2 separate regions of the Mus musculus genome follow, and region 2 is linked to region 1. The links are chromatin contacts, called in public HiChIP or PLAC-seq maps. All regions are on one chromosome and are shown on one strand. Each heading gives the region's core, a stretch centred on a gene start, on an enhancer-like site or on the middle of the called end of the contact. The rest is flanking DNA. Distances are from core to core; before and after follow the strand shown.

The links. HiChIP or PLAC-seq counts read pairs in DNA pulled down with a chosen protein or histone mark.
Region 2: an HNF4G HiChIP or PLAC-seq map of pancreatic cancer cells shows a contact between it and region 1. The contact joins the enhancer-like site here to the promoter of Rnf39 in region 1. A contact is called at or near these places in 3 of 39 promoter capture datasets (cranial neural crest, liver and maxillary cranial neural crest), 1 of 15 datasets of contacts at CTCF or cohesin (the NIH/3T3 cell line), 1 of 484 Hi-C or Micro-C datasets (regulatory T cells), 2 of 115 datasets of contacts at active chromatin or transcription factors (embryonic stem cells and pancreatic cancer cells) and 2 of 9 other capture datasets (adipose tissue and liver).

Annotation. Positions count from the first base shown.
Region 1 is chr17:36,940,250-36,947,073 of GRCm38.p6, forward strand. It overlaps Rnf39 (ring finger protein 39), which reads left to right and starts at 2,802. Exons shown (of 4, transcript NM_001099632.1): 1 at 2,802-3,201; 2 at 4,925-4,947; 3 at 5,155-5,246; 4 at 6,807-6,824. The coding sequence starts at 2,839. Gm33595 (a long non-coding RNA gene) reads right to left here. Exons shown (of 2, transcript XR_385575.3): 1 at 6,107-6,824; 2 at 4,448-4,911.
Region 2 is chr17:37,238,513-37,245,336 of GRCm38.p6, forward strand. No RefSeq gene overlaps it. Among named protein-coding and RNA genes, the nearest start is that of Olfr97, 9.6 kb to the left of the region's middle. Within about 2 kb of position 3,904, at least 3 of the 459 cell types and tissues checked have an H3K27ac peak or open chromatin away from gene starts, as enhancers often do. A contact at or near this core is called in pancreatic cancer cells, where this site is marked.

The sequences.
Region 1 (6,824 bases), core at 1,552-4,051:
TTATACCTGCCTGTGAGTCATCTGATGTGGGCTCTGGACCTAATTCAGGTCTTCTGAAAGAGTAGCAAACACCTTTAACTGTGCAACCATCTCTCCAGCCCTCACATTTGCTGTCTTTTAATTCTTTAGTTCATAAGTCTGTAAAGGGTCTCACTGGGATAAAATTAAGGTCTCAGCAGGACACGGCTCCTAATGGATCATTGAGTGCATAATCCCTTCTCTTAGCTTTTGCTGCTTCTTTGCATCATGGCTCCCTTCCTCAACTGTCAATGCCAGTAATGTATGGGGGCTGGAGCGACAGTTTAATGGTTAATAGTGTGTGTCTCAGTTAGGGTTATTACTGCTGTGGTGAAACACCATGACCGAACAACAATTTGAGAAGGAAAGGGTTTATTTTGCCCACACTTCCATATAACAGTTCCTCATCAAAAGCAGTGAGGACAGGCACTCAAGCAGTAGAGGAACCTGGAGGCAGGAGCAGATGCAGAGGCCATGGGCAAATGCTGCTTCCTGGCTTGCTTCTCATGGCTTCTTTCACCTAAATTCTTATGGAATCGAGGACCACTTCCCTCATTTGGAGTCCTCTCCCTCATGGATCACTAATTATGAAAATGCCCTACAGCTGAATCTTATGGTGACATTTTCTCAATTGAGGCTTCCTCCTCTCCAGCAATTCTAGCTTGTGTCAAGCCGACATAAAACTATCCAGCACATAGTACTTGCTACATCTGCAGAGGACCTGAGTTAGGTTCCCAGCACCCACTCTGGGTGGCTCACAACTGCCTTTGAGTCCAGCTTCAGGATATATGATAACCTCTTCTGATGACCTTTCCTTTCATTCTCTCATACAGATACAAACATATCAATAAAGTGTGTGTGTGTGTATGTGTGTGTACATGTCAGCAATGTCAGTCTGAGAACTTTAAGAATGCTTGTAATTACAGTGGATTCACCTATGTACTCTGGGAAGTCTCTCTAAGCTCAACCAATCATCAAACATAGTACAACCTCAACTTAATTCTGTTTCTAAGTAAGGCAACGTCTTCGTCAGTTTCTAGGAATTGGATGAAGTGTCTTGCGTGGCACGGTACCCTTCTACCTGCATAGAAATGCATCTTTTGTGAAACAGATTTAGATCGTTGTTGGGTCTTTTTTTTTTTTTTAAGTTGGAATGGGAGCTGTTTTTTGAGATAGTTTCATATGCAGCCCAAGTTGGCGTGGAACTCATGGCAATCCTTTTGCCTCATGCTCCTGAGTTCTGGGATTACAGGCATGCACCAACACACCCAGCCTCATATTTTGCTGGTGCATCCTGATGTTGCACTGGGAGGTCTGTGTTTGTTTGTGGAGGTTTGTTTATCATGGTGTCACATTTGAGTACCTCTCTAGTAACTGTGGGGGAGGAAGAAGGGTGCCTGGAAGGGGTGCCCAATAAAGTGCTGCTGCTCTGTAAAGCCCATGCCTTGTTTTGTTATTATCATCAACAATAAAACTAATGACAAGGTTCCTCTCTGGTTATTTTGGTTGAGTGTTCATCTGTCCCTCAACAACCTCCTGATGCACAATGTTATGAGACTACTGAGATATGTTTGTAATGCCTGTACTGTATGAGTGTATCTATCTATAGGCTTGTGCGTACTGGAGTGGGACACCAATGAGCATGGTACACATGCAACAGTGTTTGTGGTCACATATGGGGACAAACAGAGCTTTTTCAGAATTTCCTAAATGTATCCAGGCAGAAAGGCTAGGAAAAGAGAAAGGGGAGCTAGGAAGAGGAGAGAACAGGAAGAAAGAGAGGAGAGAAGGAAGAGATGGTGATAGAGGTGGGGTGGGGAGTAACAAGGAAAGATCAGAAATGAAGGCAGAAGGGAGCTCCCAGGATCTGTCACTTAAACAAATGGGTAAGTTGATTCCCTTGATGATCTGGGTCTCTGGGCCTCTGAGATCAGTTGAAATGAGTAATTGTCAGGTACAAAGTAAAGGTGAACAAGAAAGCTGAAAATAAAAACACAAAGGAAAAGCATAGAGAAAATGGAAACGAGAGAGAGAGAGAGAGAGAGAGAGAGAGAGAGAGAGAGAGAGAGAGAGAGAGGATGCAGAGCCTGAAGTTGAGAGGCAAGAGTGTGTAGGCGCCTGCTTCCAGCTCTTCTCCAGAAGCTTGCGTGTCCCCAGACCTTAATAGGCAAGGCAGGAAGATGGAAGGCAGAGAGGCGCCAGGAGTGACAACCACACGCCAACACTCAGAGGCCTGCCAAAGCCACACAGTCCAGGACCCAAGCTTCCGGGCCCCCAACCCCCAGATGTAGGTGTGCCAGCCACCTGGGATGACTCATGCCCTGGCAATGTGAGCACGCATGCCAAGAGCGAGCCTGGGCATCCTGCCCACCAAAAGCACACCGCAGGCCAAGGGGGGAGACTCACGCTCTTCAGGGACTCACTCACGGGGGCTACCAAACCCAACAGTGCTACCTTGCCCACAGCGCATGCCCTGGTGCTCACCTCCTAGGTTCTAGAACCTAGGTGTCTCAGTCTTCACACCCTGCTGCCCCAAACCCTACTAGGGAAGCGGGAGAACCAGATGAGGCATTACGCAAGGTCTGCTGTTTACCTCCTGCACCGGGCCTCCTCCCTCCCTATAAAACCTGACGTGGTGAGGAGACGCTCTGAGTCCGATCTGGGTAACCGAGGCAGCCCGGGAGAGGGGTAGATAGGAGGTGCGAAGTGAATGAGGGAGGCGCAGCGAGGGGCGTCAAGTCAGCACGCAGCGGGCGTGGTCCGCCACTTGCGAGCTCGGGGGCGGCTGAGGACTAGGGTGCGTCGGGACCCCTGCTTTCCATGGAGGCTCCCGAGCTGGGCCCGGGGTTGGTGGAGCGTCTGGAGCAGCTGGCGACATGTCCGCTGTGCGGGGGCCCCTTCGAGGACCCAGTCCTGCTGGCGTGCGAACACAGCTTCTGCCGTGCGTGCTTGGCGCGCTGCTGGGGGGCCCCGGCGGCGTCCGGCTCGGAGGCGGCGCCCCCTTCCTGCCCGTGCTGTGGCCAGCCATGCCCCAGACGCAGCCTGAGGTCCAACGTGCGACTGGCAGTGGAGGTGCGCATCAGCCGTGGGCTGCGTGAGAAACTGGCGGAGCCCGGAGCCCGGGCCGGGAGACGACGCGGTGGCCGCATCCCCACCATGGGTTGCCTGGATCCCCACGGAGAGGTAAGGCGCCTTCTCCGGTTCTGGTTGTTGGTGAAGAAGAGGTTTGTGGGTGTCCTAGCAAAGGTGGGAGCCATGCTTTTCGCTCTGAAGCCCTAATGGAAATATAGGTGGCAGACAGCTTGGCACCAGAAAGCGGAGGCAGGAGGATTGCTCAAGTTCAGTTTGATAGACATAGCGAGTTCCAGTACAGAAATGGCTACATCGAAAAGATAAAGGAATTTTAAATAAGAATTTTAAGAAAGGGAGGAAGCGGGGAGGGAGGGAGAAAGACTGGCCAAGTCTTGAGTGAGTAGTTTGAGAAAGGGAGGTAGGACAGGCTGGAAGAAATTGACTCGGTCAGGGGAGGAGGAGGCTGGAGGGAAGAGGCAGAAAGAAACAGGCTAGTGGCAGTTAGAAGGCTGAGCCCCCTAGAGATCTCAGAAGCCTCCTGGAGAGCCGGGGTGGGAGCCAGAAAGGGGAATGGGGTGCAGACACCCGGATTAGGGAAAGGAGCAGCCCAGGGAGGGTGGTGATAGGACCCAATAAACAGAATCACTGGAGCCAAGGTTGACACTGGGTGCAGAAAAAGCAGAAATGGAGGGATGGGAAATTAGGAGTCTAATGCGAGTGTGAGTGTGTGTGTGTGTGTGTGTGTGTGTGTGTGTGTGTATGTGTGTGTGTGTGTGTGTGTGTCAAATCAAAGTGCCTCAAGTGAGGCAGGGGTTCCCCTAACAAGCCATAGCCGAACTGTGGGTTGTTATTGTTCTCAGCTCCTCCCAGATCCCCAGGCACGGGCGGAAACAGGTGGAAGCTAGGTCGGGGTGAACAGCTGGCAGGCCTCTTGCTAGTCTCCACGTTGCAGCCATAAAGTTTTCCACTAGGCCCTCCCTGAGCCCCTTAGACATCAACCACTCCTATTCCTTTACAGTACCTCAAAACCATCCATCTGGCTTTTTTACCCCTTAGCAGCCCTCCCGCCCTGGGTCTGGCTTCCGCCCTTTGAAGGCTTCACAGACCTAATTAGTCTAGGTGTAATTGCCATCCTCTCTTCTTCCTGCCACACTGGCCTTCCCAGCCATCCTCTCTGGAATCAGAAAAGAGGGATGAAGGAAACCCAGTGTTTGGAGGGTGAGAGAATCTAGCGCCCTCTTCAGGCTTCCATGGCTCCCTACAAAATCTGTAGGGTCTCTTAGGACACTTCTGAGATCAGGGGCCTGAGGGTACAGAGACATAATAAAACCAAAGAGCCCAATAAACGCCACTGAGCTTTTAAGACAAAAAGGAGAGCAGCTTTATTGTTAGGCTTTTATATAACAACTCTTAGCTCAAGGAATATGGGTGTGTGTCCCTTTTGTGGTGACGGGGTGGACATATATCTGGAAGACATGCTGGTAACTAAAGAAGGAGAGCATACTAAAAGAGAGCGTGGGCCTGGGAAGATTAAACAAGAGGTAAGAAGTAGTTGTGTTGAGGCTGTGGAAGGATGGAGAAGGCATATAACAGTCTGGATGAAGCTAGGAACCTGAGGAGAAAGTGATTTTGGAGTAGGCAGAAGTAAAGGACATGAAAGAAGAAGGGAGAACTGAAGAGAAAAATGGAGCAGAGCGGGCAGGGTGTTTGGGGTGGGGTGGGGAGATGGTTTTAAAAGGTGGGAAGGTATCAAGCAGTCAGAGCTCACCTGAGGCGGAGGGGAAGATGTCCCACAGTGTGAACTCACACCTATGTTTTCTTCTGCCCGTACCAGGATATGAGGAAGACATGGAGACGGTGAGTTCCATTTTTGTTTGTTTCTTCCTTCCCACTACCTACAGCCATAGCCATGACCTTCCCTCCAGACCCCTCTCTTTACCTCCACTTAGCAACGGGCTTTCTAGAGTGTAGCCTCACCTGTTTCTGTGACAAGTGAGTGGGTTAGGATCATCAGAAGCAGCATCAAAAAGACAGGGATGCCAATAACTTCCTTCGTCTCTCCAGATTCGATGTCCCAGCACCCAAGCCATCTAACTCAGAGGAGGATCTCCCTGAAGATTACCCCGTGGTCAAAAACATGCTTCACAGGCTGACAGGTGAAGAGGGGAGGGAGCGGATCATAAGCTATGCTCTGTTTGCTCCCTCTTCGCTCTAGAAAATGCTCAAGTCCACTTTGGTATCAGTTTTGACTTCCTACAGCTGAAATAATGAAGTGTCACAAATAGGTGGCTTGAACAACCACCATTCGCACTTCAAAGTCTAGAGATAGAAGTCTGAGGGCTAAGGAGAAATCTGTTCCATGCTCTCTCCTGGCTCTGGAAACCTCAATACTTCCTTGGTCCACAGATGGTCTCACCTGGGCTTCCTTCTAGGTACCTGTCTCTGTGTGCAAGTGTCTCCACTCTCTTTTAAGATAGAAATCATCCTGCATCAGGGCCTACTGTAATAATCTCATTTTTTAACCTGATTACCTTTGTGAAAATCCTCCCCTCAAACACACGCGCGCGCACACACACACACACGCATAAGGTAAATTCAGAAAATTGGGGAACAAAACTGACACCCCACCCCCTTTAAAGAGTCTCTTTCTATGTATCCCAGGCTGGCATGGACCTCTAGTCCCTGTCTTTGCCTCTAATGTGCTGAGGCTATGCATATGTAACTCCACAGCTGGACAGGAGGCACAATGTAACCCAGAACAATATCCTTAATTCCTCAGATCTCAGCCACGTTCCCTCACGTTTTTTATGTACCCCCAGACAGTACAAGATCCCTGCTTCCACCTCCTCCCATTCTTGGAAAGGGGGTCAAGACTCCAGCACCTCCTCTACCCCTTCTGTGCTCATTCCCAAGGTAGCTCTCGAGATGTTCCATTCCTTAGTCACCCCTCCATCTCACTTAATACAAATTCCTTCTAGCTCCTAATCCAGAAGCATTTCCTTAAAGCGCCCCATACCTGCAAGGCCAGCGACTCTTTCTGGTCCCTTAGGCAATTTCTGTATCTCCTCTGACCACACCTCCTATAGAAATGGGCCTGGCCTGGAAGGTAAATGGGCTGGTTTTACTAGATACCTTGGATTCCTCCCTTTGCCCTTCCTTTAAATCACTCTAGTTCCTATCTGGTATCAGTCTCTCTCAGGTATCAGTCTCTCTCAGTAAGTAGTCTTGCTGACCTGGCTCCCGTACCCAACCCAGATTCAAGGTTTTTGCTTTGTGTTGTTGTTGACACAGGGTCTTACTATGTAGTCCTAAGGGGCCTGGAACTTGCTATACAAGCTGGCCTCGAACTCACAGAGTTTTGCCCTCTTTGCTTCCCAAGTGCTGGGATTAAAGCCACCACACTTGCAGATTCAAGTATTAGTCATCATTCTCCCTATAAGTCCCATCCGCCACTCTTCCACCAACACCACACACCAGCCTCCCCTCAGGTCTCCATGCTGGGTTCCTTGACCAGCATAGTCTTTGTCCAAGTCCAGTTCCACAAAAGTGGTGGATCAGAGCACAAAGCGGCTCTGTGCCTTAGTGTCTTCCCATCCTGGTCGCCCTGGTCGCTAGGGGAACTGCGAGAGGACTCAAGCACCTCTGCTCTTCTTCACCCTTCTCTCTAGACTTAAAAAACGTACCATGTGTTGTTCCCCCTCTCCCCTCTTCTGCAGCTGACCTGACGCTCGACC
Region 2 (6,824 bases), core at 2,654-5,153, 300 kb after region 1:
CACCTGCTGAGAGGCTAAACCTGTTTTCCTGACAGTATCCTGACAAAGCAGTGATCCTGACAAAGCAATGAGATCCTGGTATGGTGGGAGATGGGTTCCCCTGCCCCTCCCTCCGCTCCTTTATAAGCTTGGGCTCATAAGTGTGGGTTCGTGGGTGTACAGGTAGTGGGGGGGGGGGGGGAGAGAGCCCACGTCCAGCCAGAGTTCTGGTGCTCTGGGTGGGTGGATTTGGGAGGACTGGTGGATGCTTTCCACACAACCCCGGTGGGCATCTGGCTGTATGAAGCCACTGATCCCACAAGGCAGGGGCGGGGGAGGGGGGTGGACAAGGGGCAGCCCCCAGTACCAGGTTCTCAGTTTGGGCATCCCATGCTGGATATGGTGGAGGAGCTGAGAACAGAATAGGGCCCCAGGGTGGCACTTGGCCCTGGAGATATGGGAAGAGAGGGCAGAGGGAAAGAAGAGTGTTCGGTGGTTCCCATGCAGGTGAGTGTCTTTATTCCAGGCCTTGATGAACAGAGACAGTCTATGGCTTTAGAGATTTATTGTAGAAAGGCAGGGGGAAAGAGAGAAGATAAAAAGAAAGAGAGAGAGAGAGAGAGAGAGAGAGAGAGAGAGAGACTGGCAATGGCCAAGAGGAGAGAAGGGGATAGGGAAAGAGAGAAAGAGAGTTAGAGAGTAAGAAATGTGAAGGCTTAGAGAGAGAAAGGTAAAAGCTTAGAGATCGAGGAGGGGCCAAACAGCCCCTCTTATAGTGGGATTGTTATCTTGCTGTTGCTAGGTAACTGTGGGGAGGAGTCTAGCCAGAAGGTCAGAAGCTTGGGACATTGTCTACATGACTGAAAGCCACATGCCTCTCCTGTGGGGGTTGTGGGGGTGGTAACTTTGACAGGAGTCAGGGGTCCAGGAGACTTGATTGAACGCCTACCTTCCCATGTGGGTGGAAATTACCACCCATCAGGTACCACCAGGCTTCAAGACCTCAGCTTGAGTGGAGACCAGGCTGTCTGTGCATAGCCCATTGCCCTGAAAAAGTGAAACATAAAAACAAAAACTAGGCCTTTAAGCCCAGGCTTGAGAATGTGACCTTTGTGACTCAATGCTCCAAGGCATGCTAATCATAAAACAGATAGCGACACTCTTCCACCCACCTGGATTCAGGGTGTGTTCATTTAAAGAAAGTCATCCTGACCCACCTTGACCTCTCCTAGAATCCGCTATGCAAATGTGCTATTGTTAGAGACTCATAGAAACTGTCTTGACTTCCACTCCCTCCTGACTCTTAACTGGTATTTTTGATATTTTCCAACAACGCCCTCCCCACCCCCTTGAGTTGTGTTTTCTTCCTTTAAATACCCCCTGTCCCAGCTACTCGGAGCCCACAGTCCTCTACCCCTGCGTGGTTTATGACTGTGGGCCCCAAAGTGCGCCTGGAATAAAAGTCCTCTTGCGGTTTGCATCAAGACCATTTCTCGTGAGTGATTTGGGGTGTCACCTCTCTTGAGTCAGAATGTGGGAGAGTCCTCACCTTGTGGGTCTTTCAGCCCCACACATAAGTAAACATTGGTCTTCATCAGAACTTTGTCTTGGCTTATTATTTCTCTTGCAGCCTTTCCAATCCAAAACCCCAATCTTCCCTTTCAGGAACCCCATAACCCTTGGCCACTGGTGGCTACAGGTGGTGCTCGAGACTAGCCTGAAACCCAAAAGGACTTGGGGTACACTGTCTTGGTAAGGCTCCACAAAAAACAGAAGATATATCCCTACATGGTAAGCAACATATAGCATTAATGTTAGTGCTAAAAATTTCATCTTTTGAAGGTTATTGCTCACAAGGGTGCAAAAAGGATACAGGCTAGACTGAGTTAGTGTTGGCCCAGCATTGATATCAGCTAGGGGTTGACAGTGGAAAATGGGAGTGGAAAATTCTAAACAGGCATTTGTCTACGGTAAAGAACTGCATCAGGAGGGAGGAGTAGGGCTTAAAATAATAAAATAAAATAAAAAGAGTAAAATACAAAAAAAAAAAGGGGGAGATGCTAGATATACAAAAGACATCAAGAGAGAAGGAAAATGGATTTTGGTATTCTCCCAGGGACAGACGGAAATTGGGAGACATCCAGCTTTCTCTCTGGTTCCTGCAGGAGACATCCTTAGTTCTGGTTACATCAAGTTCTCTACCTTCTCTATATTCTGTGTTTGGTGCACCAATCTGTCCATGTGTCAATTTGTGTCTATTTTTGTTTCGTTGTCTAAATGACTGTTGTTCTATGTTTCATCCTGAAAAGAAAAAAAATGGTTAAAACTTTATCTGCTGGCTACCCATCTCTTAATTTGCACAGCAGAGGCTGATTAAAGTTGCCCAGCACCTTAACCAGGAGTCAAGCATAGCATGCAAATAAGATGATAGTTTTCCTAGAAAATTCTCTGCAATTGTGATTATTGGGTTCAGCAAATGACAAAGTGTTTTTCCTCTTGAAATTATAGCTAGAAAAGGTAAAATTCTTTAATTGGTATAAATTTTTAAGATTCGTGTAACTGCTTCATTTAGTTTCTGACTGGTCTTAATGGTATAAATTTGCTCTGCATGTCTTGGTCATAGAGTATTGGCTTATAAGTTATTGGGTGTGATTAAAAAGTGTAACATTGGTAACAAGAAATTTAGCTTAAAACTGGTAACTCAGGGTTGGAGTCATTTTAAACAACAACATGTGGCATGAACCAGCCCAGGAAACTAGGCCTCTAAGGATATTTCTAAATTGGGATAATATTTTATGTAATTCTTATCCCACAAACTAGAGATAAGAATTACATTATATTACATAACTTATAAGAGATATGATTAAAACAATGTCTCTTTAATGAAGCATTAAAAGTTGCACTGTCATGAATTCATATGTATGAATTGGCAGTCAAACTTTGTAACATGGAAGTGATATTTCTGGTATTGATTTTAAAGAGAATAAATTGTTTAAAATTGGGTTTTGCTTTCCAAAAGTTATGGATATATCCTAATATTGAAAAAAAAAACCCTTAAAAATTATGGTTAAAATTGCCAGTGTTCCATTAACTGCAGTTTGCAGTTTGATCGAAAGCTTAAGATTTTTAACTCACCCATATATTGTTAATTAGGATGATTACAGAAGTAATCATCTTATGAGGATGATGCTTTAGAGTAGCGGGTAGCACCAAAGCAGCATGCTAGGCCAAAGTGGTTCCACATAAAGAGGTTTTATTGAAAGGGAGAGACAAAGGAGTGGAAGAAAGAGAAGAAGGGGAGATAAGAGAAGAGCAGAGAAGAGAAGAGAAGAGAAGAGAAGAGAAGAGAAGAGAAGAGAAGAGAAGAGAAGAGAAGAGAGAAAAAAGAGAGTGAGGAAGGGGCGTTTTTTCTTATTTATACGAAAAAATGATGTAACACAACTAAGGGTGAGAGGTAAGCCAAATGGGTTCTTGGATATGGTGGTCATTGGCTTGACAACCAGTCTGCAGGTCGGAGGTTGCACTGTTATCACATAGGTTTGGAATGCCCTGGTGCCAACAGAGAGCACTAATGCAGGTCACAGTAGCTATCCAGCCATACAAAGCAAAGACAGACTTATCTGGATATATTCATCTTTGTGTAGAGATTGGACCCTCATACAATCAGTTTGGCTATGGTTGCTGCCTTGCAGAGGACTACAGTACAAGCAATGCTTTCTCAGCACTAAGGTTATAAGGAATGTTTTAAGTATAAATCATCTTAAGAAAGACTGTCCAAAAAATTAGAGGCATAGGCAGTCGAATTCTTCCCCTGGAATCTGTCCTCACTGCAGGAGGGATAGTCTTTAGGTCAGGACTCAGGCTGTATACTCAGATTTAGAAATATTTACATTTGAGTTAATGCAAAACTCAGAGCAGTCTCAGCGAGGCTTGTGTGGTGTGGCATTTCTTTTGTTTTACCAACCCTGCCTAGGGAAGTTGGACCTTGCCTCTCCTTGCCTCCAGGAAATTATTTTTAAGCAAACAACATTATTACAGATCTATCCGGGTGTTGTTTAAAATAAAGTTTAAGCTTAAGATTTATGAAAGGTCTATGAGGCTGTGGAATTTCTAAAGGCATTACAATGTGGCCTGCCTATTCCATATAGAATTATTATAGATTTAGAAGGTTGTTTTTTTTTTTTTTTTTCCTTTGCATCCTGATAATTGTAAAGGGTTTGCTTCTAGTGAGCTTGTGATCATTGGAAAGTTTTGCTTCTAGGTATGGCTAATAGCCTTACATTATGCAAGATTTTTTTTTTTTTTTTTGTCTCTGCTTCAGTACAAGAAGCTAAGACTTTGAATCTTTCAGTGTATATTGTTTCTTATATAGAAAACATTCTATTAGCTAATGCCTCTGAAGGGAAATTTACTACAAATCTTTGCTCTTATACAACAAGCTTTAAAGTTTTGGGGAGTAGCTGTTGCTCCAGAAAAGATTCAGAGGCTATCTTTTTAATCTTTAGGGTCTCAGTTATATCCTAGAAAATTTATGGTACAGAAAATTTAAGAAAGAAAAGATGATTTGCTTACTTCAAATTATTTTCAAAAGCTTCTGGGAGATGTTAATTGGCTAAAAACCTCACCTTAAGTTCACCACAGGAGGGCTTAAGCCTTTGTTGTTATTTTTTTTTTAATTTTGGTTTTTTGAGACAGGGTTTCTCTGTATAGCTCTGGCTGTCCTGGAACTCACTCTGTAGACCAGGCTAGCCTTGAACTCAGTAATCTACCTGCCTCTGCCTCCCAAGTGTTAAGCTTTTGTTGGATGCTATCAGGGGAGATACAAATTAACTGGTGAAAACCAAAAGGCTTTGCAGAAAGTAGAGGAAGCTCCTGTAATCAATTGTTATCAACTGTAATCAATGGTAATCAAACATGAGCTGTGTTTTCTAGTTATTGTTACTCAATGTGCCCACAGCAATTCTTTGGCAAAAGAGAACATTAACGTAGAATCATCTTTCTTCATCTCCAAGTAAAGTTTTAATATCCTATTATGAAGCTGTTGTGTTGTTAATAAAGAATTGTAAGATAAAACCATGAAGGTATTTTAGAAAAAAAAAAGTCTTAAAAATCTGATGAGGTGTCTGTTCCTTGTTTTGAACAGCAATTAAATTAGTTATTGCAGAACATTGATATTTGGCCTATTGCGTTGCAAACTTTTTAGATTAAAATTGATAATCATTATCTAAAAGATAAGTTGTTAAAATTGCTTCTATGCATGCTTTTGTATTTTCTGTAAAGTTATATATACATGCATTCATCTCATAAAGAATACATCTACTGTATTTATAAATAACCCTACTATGGGAGAGAAGTATATGTGATTGGATCACATGTTTATTCTTTTGATTTTCTCCTACTTCAGCAAAGATAATTAAATTGTGTGCTGTAGCCAGTGTTTTGAAATATTGAAAAAATCAAGCTTTAATTTGTATACTGAATACATATATATATATTAATGTAGAGCTCATGGCTTACAATTACTTGAAATTGTTCCTTTTTTAGATACTAATTCTCAAATTTGGAATTGTTTATACATATACAACTCAAGTTAAGAAAAAAATATTGTTCCTTTAAAGGACTATCTTTGGACATTTAAGAACTCATCCTAGATTGCCTGGGCAAGACCTCTTAAGGCAATGCCACCCCAGATTTATATCCCATTCAGATTATAGGCCTTACACAAGAACAATTGGCCATATAATCTCATTCTTTACATCATCAAAACAGTAATGTCTGGAGAGAATAATTTGGTATTTTTAGAGAATGTGCATGTGAAATTGTAAAGACTTGTTCTCAATGTCCTCAGTTTCTACCTGTTACACATGATGGTGTTAATTCTTGGGGACTTATACTCAATCAATTGCAAATGGATACTCATATTTCTGACTTTAGAGAAATAAAATATGTACATGTGACTATTGATATCTTTTCAGGCTTTCTAGTTGCAACTACTTTAACATGAAAAGCAAATAAAATGTAATTAGTCATTGCCTATGTTAATTTTTTTATGTTGATGTTCCAAATCAGATTATAACAGATAATGGAACTGGCTGTTACAGTCAATCATTTGAGGTGTTTTGTTAACAATTTAATATTACCCATGTTACTGGGAATTTTTATAAATTTCAAGGACAAGGCATTGTGGAACTTTAAAGCTATATCTTCTTAAGAAAAAGGGGGAGGGAGAATTATATCCCCATGCACATTATTTATATCATGCTTTTTATTTTTAAAGTTTTAAAATGTGGATGCCACAGAACTCCTTGCTGAGTGCCTGATAGTATCCTACAACTAGGCATACTCATGCCTATGTGAGAATAAAGGGTCCACTTATTGGCATATGGCATGATCCTGAACAGGTATTTAATATGGGGAAGAGGGCATGTTTGTATTTTTTTTTTTTTTAACAGAATGGGGCAGGAGCTTGCTAGCTGACAGAGTGATTGGTGTGACAAGCTGACACAAAAGGATAATGCTGACCTGTGAGCTTGTTGAGTGCCCTGACAATGGTGACAGGAAAGCTATATTGGTTATATGTTCTTGACCCACCTTTGCTTGCATATGTCTCAGATTCGACAAGCTAAGCTGCCTTGCTTCAAGCTTTTAAACACTGTGGGACAGAGAACATAGAGACTGTGGAAACTGATTTAGAAAAATTAATCAAAAGGAGTTATAATGACACTTCTCTTTCCTTTAATGTGACCAGTTATTCTGACTAAATCATTGACTAGTCTAGAAATAAATCCAATATTGGAGATTCCTATTATGAAGATAGCTTGAAATCTTTATTAGCCAGCAGAGTT